Linked DNA regions of Ovis aries: region 1 is linked to region 2. The links are chromatin contacts, called in public Hi-C maps. All regions are on one chromosome and are shown on one strand. Each heading gives the region's core, a stretch centred on a gene start, on an enhancer-like site or on the middle of the called end of the contact. The rest is flanking DNA. Distances are from core to core; before and after follow the strand shown. Region 1 holds the start of TP53INP1 (tumor protein p53 inducible nuclear protein 1). Region 2 holds the start of CFAP418 (cilia and flagella associated protein 418).

Region 1 (3,307 bases), core at 274-2,773, 350 kb after region 2:
TGTGACCATCTTTGGAATCAGCATCTACCTCAGGTCATTTTCTCTGTCGTAACAAGGTATTATATGCTTCCACATTTTGCCTTTAATAATGATAAATCTTATCACACTGGAAAAAGGTAGGTCTCGCTGTGACCTTTTAAGAAATCAGACTCTTAGAATTATCATCACGCCTGGGTTCTGAATGACAAGACGGTCTTTTGGTAAATTCCTAAGAAGAAACGAGATTTGGGGGCATGTAATATTAGCAATGACAATCAAGAGAAAATACGAAGATGAGCTTGATTTGCCAAAATCCAAGTTAATGCTTTGCTCTATCTTCTGAGAAAAAAGTCACGTGGCCCCTGAATTTTGGTTATTACTCCTGGGTGTCAGACCACCCCCATGTTTTACACCCTTTAAAACTAGTACTGCTGGAAACAGACTGGCCACAGGATGCCCCTGAGGATCAGGAGGCCAGAGCCTTTCAGATCCTTAACGTGTGACACACCTGTTCAGGGTCTCTATCCAAATTTCATCCTGGGTCAGAGAACTGCATCTCAGTCCAAACAAAAGGCACGTGAAGGTGGAGACACGTCGAAATGACTACTTTGCCTTTGCCAGACAGTGTGAATCCGTCTATACCGGACAGAGCTTTGGTTTGGAAAATATTTTCAAGCCCTCTGTCTTACATTCCTCTCACTATAAATAACCAGGTGAGCAAGATAGGCCTCTGGTAAATGCCCATGGTTTTGTGCTGTGTAAACACCAGAACAGAGGCCATCGGCTTCCTGGGTCAGAGCAGAGCCTGGACGGGGACCCGTCTTCTTCCTCCGGGTTCTCCTGTCTTCTGGAGCTGAGAGCCTACATCTCCTGGCGTCTCTGCCTTCAACGTCTGGTCTCACGGGCCTCTTCTGCCTCGCCGGCTTGCGTCCCGAGCCAGTAGACAAGGTCAGTCAGCTCCCAGAGTCAGCGACCACAGCAAGGTGGGCGCCTGGCTCCTGGTCTTAAGGAGGTTGGGTGGGCGGCACGCCTGTACCCACGGCACGCCCAGCCCTTCCTTCCCACGACGGCCAAGACGTGAAGCGGACCTGCCTCACCGTCTTGGGCTTCCATCACTCCCAAGGCCCTTAGCTTTCCTCTCACAGCAACTCTGTGTCCCTGTGTGCCCCCAGACGCTCGGCCAAAGGGACAGCTGGGGTCAGGGTTCTTCTTTTCGGCGTGCAGGTCTGCTTGGTCCTCACCCTCCGGGGCGGGTTTCCGCGTTGGTTCGCCCCCGGCCCAGCCCCCAGCACCCCCGCCTTCCGCCGGCCCCTCTCTCCCCGCTGGGCGCCCGGGCGTTGTTGCCCGGGCTTGTTTCTAGCTCCGGAGCATCGCCCGGCCCGGCGCCAGGTCACGTGCGTTAGTGACAGCCTCTCGCAGGGTGGCCCCAGGGCCCGCGCGCCGCTGATTGGTGGGGCCGGGCCTGGCCCCGCCCCGGGGCGGGGCGTCCGGGCGGGCGGGCCCGACGGGCGGGCGCAGCGGCGGATCAGCTGTTCCGAGGCTGCACAACAACAAAAGGAGCGGGACGCGCCGGCGGCGGCCAGCGGCGCGGCCTCAGGAGGGCTGGAGCGGCCCAGCGCCCCGCGCCCCGCCGTCCGGGAGCCGCAGCTACCTCAGCCGCCCGCGCGCGGGTCCCCGCCGGCTGCCTTCGCCGACCGTCCGGCCGCCGGTCGGGCCCACGTAAGTGCGGGCGGGGCCGGCGTCCAGGGCCACTCGCTCCGGATCGCCCCTCGGGCCGCGGTCGGTGCGGCCCCACCCCGGTCTCCACTCGCACCCGCGGGCCGGCAGCCCACCACCTCGGCGGCCCCGGGGGTGCGCGCGGGCGCGGGGCGGCGGTTGGGTGTTTGGTTTCTGCCTCCCCCCACCCCGAGCGTGGCCTGTTTTCCCGGGGCCGCCGCGGGACTGACCTCCTCTTCTCTCTCCTCCTCACTCCGCCTCCTGCCCTCCGCCGTTGGACTGGGGCTGCCCGCCCAGGACTGGGCGTCGGGGGCTCCGGGCCCCGGAGGGGCGAGCGCGGCGGCCCCCGCTACCCCGGGGCGCAGCCTGCAGGGCTCTCGGCTGCTCGGCCAGCCCTCCCGGCGCGCGGCGGCTCCGCCACCCCGCGACCGGCGCTCGCCCGCCTGTCGTTGGTAGGTTCCTTGACTCTTGCTTTGATCTTACTTACCTATCACTGGTGGAGGTTGCACCTGTGGTAGGCACTTTATCTCTCATCGTAGTTAAAATCCTCATCATTTTGATCACGCACGCTCATTGGGTGCTTAGTGTGGGCCACAGACTCGGTGAGGATTTTACGTGCATTAACTCAATTCCCACAATAATCCTGTGAAGTTAGGCTGTATTACAGATAGGAAACCTGAGGGCCCAGAGAGATGGACTTAACTTACTCAAGACCACACAGCCAGGTAGAAGGAAATGGTGTTTCAAGTTGAAGATGAGTTTTCTGTAGGGATTCCTTGTGTGTTTTCTTTTTTAATTGTATTTCCTAATTACATCTGCTCATTGTCTCCTGTGTTAATTCCAATTTCGAGGAGATTAAGGAGGAGGGCCTCTCCCCCTTTCCATCATTGAGACAAGAACCCTTTCTGAGGACAGAGTAGTTTTGAGAAAGGGGAGTGGAAAGTGTCCCCTGGGGTGGTTGAACAGAGGTAATAATGAGGAGCCCCAAGATCTGGAAATCACTTGCTTGGTAACTGAAATATCTTTTTCACTGCAGATGCAAAAAGCGCTAGGAAGCTTTTGCTTTTAAGGCACGGTCACTATAACCCTAAACTGGCAGCATAATTTTCGAAGGTTCCAGCCTGGAACCAGGACCTTGCTAATTTCTAAGACTAAGGTCTGGTTTGTTTTTGTATCTTTATCTTTTGTTCTTTTCTGTGAATGCTTCATTGATTGCTCATAGTTCTCTTGGGAATGGTCCCACTTTCAAACTTCAGGGTTAACAGGCTGTGAATTACTGTTTATTGCTGTCTTTGTTCACTGTCATTCAAGGCTTCAGAGCCAACCTGGTGGATCCTGGGGAGAATAACCTCCTTGTAGTTGGTTGAGTAGGCTGGATAGAGTGGAACAAGCGAAGACAACTTTCTTGGCTTGGTTTTTCTACAGTTTAAAATTGATATAAAATTACTTGAATCAGCACATTTATTCTTCTAAACTAGTGAGAGAGGGTGGGATAAAGAGATCATTTTGAGCTGCTTTTTGATGATGATATGTTAGTTTGGCCACCTGATATTTCGAAACTGTCAAGAAGCCACAACTGTACACATAGTTAGGAGTTAAATCATCAAAGTTG
Region 2 (3,295 bases), core at 662-3,161:
ATAACTCCCCCTGGAACCATATTGCAAGGGTAATTTCAGTATCAAGTGGTTTATTCCTGTCTTTCTGCTGGAGGTCAGTTCTGAGTAGAAATCACCCAGCAAGGCAAGTTGGGGAAAAACAAAACAAAATATCAATATACTGAGTGGGACCTCATACGATGCAACAAGATTCTGATAGTTAAAGTAACAACCAGGGAAGCCTGACAGGTAAGGGGAATGCTGCCTTGCTGGAATATTCAAGATTTGCTTGGTGGTAAACATTAGTGACATGCTGCTAAGTGCCTGACAACTAGCTCTAGCAAGAAAAGTATTTTGTACCATTTGCAATATCCGTGGTGTAAATACACCCAGGAAGCCTAATTTCAAGCTACCCAAGTGACATCGCTGAATGGGAAGTTAGGAAGAGGTTCACAACAATAGACCACTGTATACTATTTCAGATACAACAGATGTAAATAACCTCAAACATAAATTATAATAAAATGTAGGGTAATAATCAGACCATGGTGAATTTTGACTACTGTTTTTGTTTTTTAATATAGTTAATTTAACTGTAAGTTTACATAATTTAATTTTTTAATAGGGGTTGCATTTAACAACTGGCTCCCAAAAGTCATGAATACTGAAAGGTTGGCTCTACATTTGCTCCATCATAGGTTGTCTGTTCAGAATATCTATCAGAATATCTTTAATAGATATTCTGAACAGACAACAAAAAACCCAAGTAAATGAAGCTACTAATTCATTTCGATCGAAGTATCTCCAGAGTTTCCAAGGTTGCCAACCTCTACGCAATTCCCTTTCAGAAATACTCAAAAGTTCTGGTTTCAGTGTGCAAACATAGTATTTACAGGAGAGACAATATCTTGCAGGTGTACCACACATCATACTTTTCCGAGCAGTGTCTTTAAGACACTGTGGGACATTCTAGCCCTGCATAGTGAATTTCAATCAGTGGGGAACACTATTTTAGTGCGTAGTGGGTAAAGAGTCCTGGAGCTGTTTGTGCTTAGACAGCGGCGGGGGAGTGGAGCTGATCACGCAAGGAGGCCGGGAGGCTGATCCAGGGCCCTAAGATTCCCAGTTATCTCCGGAAAAATGCAGACCTCTGCAAGCCAGGGTACAGCAGCACCAACCTTTCTTCCCTCTCTCTTGTTTTCTGACTAACTAGCGATTTTACTAAAATTCCGTTTTTTCTGATTGCCGATACTCTCAAGATCCCCTCTGAGAAACTAAAATTACTAAGAACTAAAACATTCAAATGTGCGCTTAATCTGACAGAAAAGCTTTGTAGTGTTTTCCTCGTGATGCAAACATACCTGTTACTAGACACTTGTGTGCAAGCTCTACATAGATCTCACTGCCAAAACCATCACCAGCAGTAGTCGTGGCCGAGTGGTTAAGGCGATGGACTAGAAATCCATTGGGGTCTCCCCGCGCAGGTTCGAATCCTGCCGACTACGGGAAGTTAACATTTTGACACAGGTGCTTATTTCTCTTTTGCAGGCTTCTCTGCAGACATTTAAGGAATTTATGAACGTCTGGGATACGACTGGGACCCCAAGGGGGCTGGACGAGGAGGCGATGACAGAGCTAGGGAGTCGGGCGATTGTGGTTACAACCTGAGTCCAGGAGGAAAGGGAGACGGGACAAAACACTTCAGACAATCGGAAACAGGAAAGCCAGTAGCGCAGAAACGGACAACGCCGACCTCCCGCCCCGGCGCCGGAACGTTCGCGCGGCCCGGGGGCCTCGCTACCCTACCGAGTCTCTTCGCGCGAGCCTGTCAGCAACCAAGCCTCGCGAGACTCGGAAACGGCGCGCGCATGCGCGGGGGGCGACGAGGAGCGCGCCTCGGGAGGGGATGGGGGGGGGCGGTCCTCGCGTTGCCCCTGGAAACCACCGGGTGCCAGAGCGACCCGGGAGCAAGACGTGAGAATACAAGATGGCGGAGGACCTAGACGAGCTCTTGGATGAGGTGGAGTCCAAGTTTTGCCGACCAGACCCACTGAGACTGGGTACGGTCGAGCGGCCCAGAGGCGGCGGCGGCGGCTTCTTCAGCAACGACCAGAACCGAGCCGAGGCGAAAGAGAATCTCAGGTTAACAGGCGGGAGGGGTGGGCTGTTGTGGTGAAGCCTGCTCCAGGCCCTAAGGCCACCCCTCCGCCGCCAGACCGAAAGAAACGTACGCCCACCCACTCACCCCCGCCCACGACCTCTCCGCGTTCCGGCCCAGACCCTCAGTTCCTCACTGTCCGGGGCCGCACGTACTCCCGCGCCTGTCCTCGAGGATCTTAGCATCTCTCCCCGAGGCCCGACTCCGCCCCTGAGCAGGCCCCGCCTCTGAAAGCCCGCGGCTTCCCCAGGTCTGTTCCACCCGGACGCGTCCCGGGGCTGCCAGTGGGGCAGAGAGGGTGCAGCTTAGGCCCCTGCTCTAGAACCCCAAGGGGGGTCACGGTGACCCGGGCCTACGTCTGCGTGAGTGATCCTCGTCCCCTTTTCAGGTGCGGGGACCCCATTCCCCAGGCAGAACAATCCTTGGGCCAGTTGTTGGAGAAAACGTTTGCATTCTAGTCCATCATTTGTTGTTGTTTTTCCCTTTGAAGCTCAGAATTGAATGAGGTTGCATTTCAGATAAAAGGTTTAGTTACTGGTCACACTCTATTAATCCCACCACCATCCTTCTACCCAGGGCCCCAACTAAGGGTCCCAGAGGATCTCAGGCATCCAAATTGAAATTTGGGGAAATTTCTTAAAGTCTTGGTTTTTGATCCAGAAAATATCTTTCATGTTTGTCAGTCTTTTTTTTTTTTTTTCTGTGTAATTATTAAATAGCAGTGACTTTCTTCTTATCTCCACTTCCCCTCAGTTCCATTTTTGCCAGAGTGAGTTATAGGCCTTCAAAGTGATAACTTGAGAGGCTGTGCAATAACTCTTGCTTGAATCTCTTGGGAACTCTTGTGGAATTACACGGAGGCAGCTTTGGAGCAAACTAAGAGAGTCAGTCTTGTTCATTGACGGTTGCATCTGTGGGTTTTGTTTTGTTTTTGTGAACCTCTGTGTGATTTCCCAGAGCCCAGCACCATTGCTTCCCAATGTACTAGATTTACCTCTGATGACATATGTTTGTTTAAAAACTCACTGTCACAATAAAAACGTTCCAGAGTCTAAAGTTCAGAAACAGACGTTCGTAAAATTAGTTGAGTGCTGGACAGCATTCTAAGAAATAAATATTGAGCCAACTAAAATGACTGCTTTGAATGAGCTAAGGCTCACTTGACTGTATATGTAAATA

The links. A called contact is a pair of places that touch in the nucleus more often than the background predicts.
Region 1: a Hi-C map of liver shows a contact between it and region 2, with 2.5 times the contacts expected there. The contact joins the promoter of TP53INP1 here to the promoter of CFAP418 in region 2. A contact is called at or near these places in 2 of 16 Hi-C or Micro-C datasets (liver and tail adipose tissue).

Annotation. Positions count from the first base shown.
Region 1 is chr9:82,322,846-82,326,152 of ARS-UI_Ramb_v3.0, forward strand. It overlaps TP53INP1 (tumor protein p53 inducible nuclear protein 1), which reads left to right and starts at 1,524. Exons shown (of 5, transcript XM_042254468.1): 1 at 1,524-1,698. LOC121820316 reads right to left here. Exons shown (of 4, transcript XM_042254065.2): 4 at 3,281-3,307.
Region 2 is chr9:81,975,766-81,979,060 of ARS-UI_Ramb_v3.0, forward strand. It overlaps CFAP418 (cilia and flagella associated protein 418), which reads left to right and starts at 1,912. Exons shown (of 6, transcript XM_004011826.6): 1 at 1,912-2,100. The coding sequence starts at 1,946. TRNAS-AGA (transfer RNA serine (anticodon AGA)) reads left to right here and starts at 1,382; the gene lies at 1,382-1,463.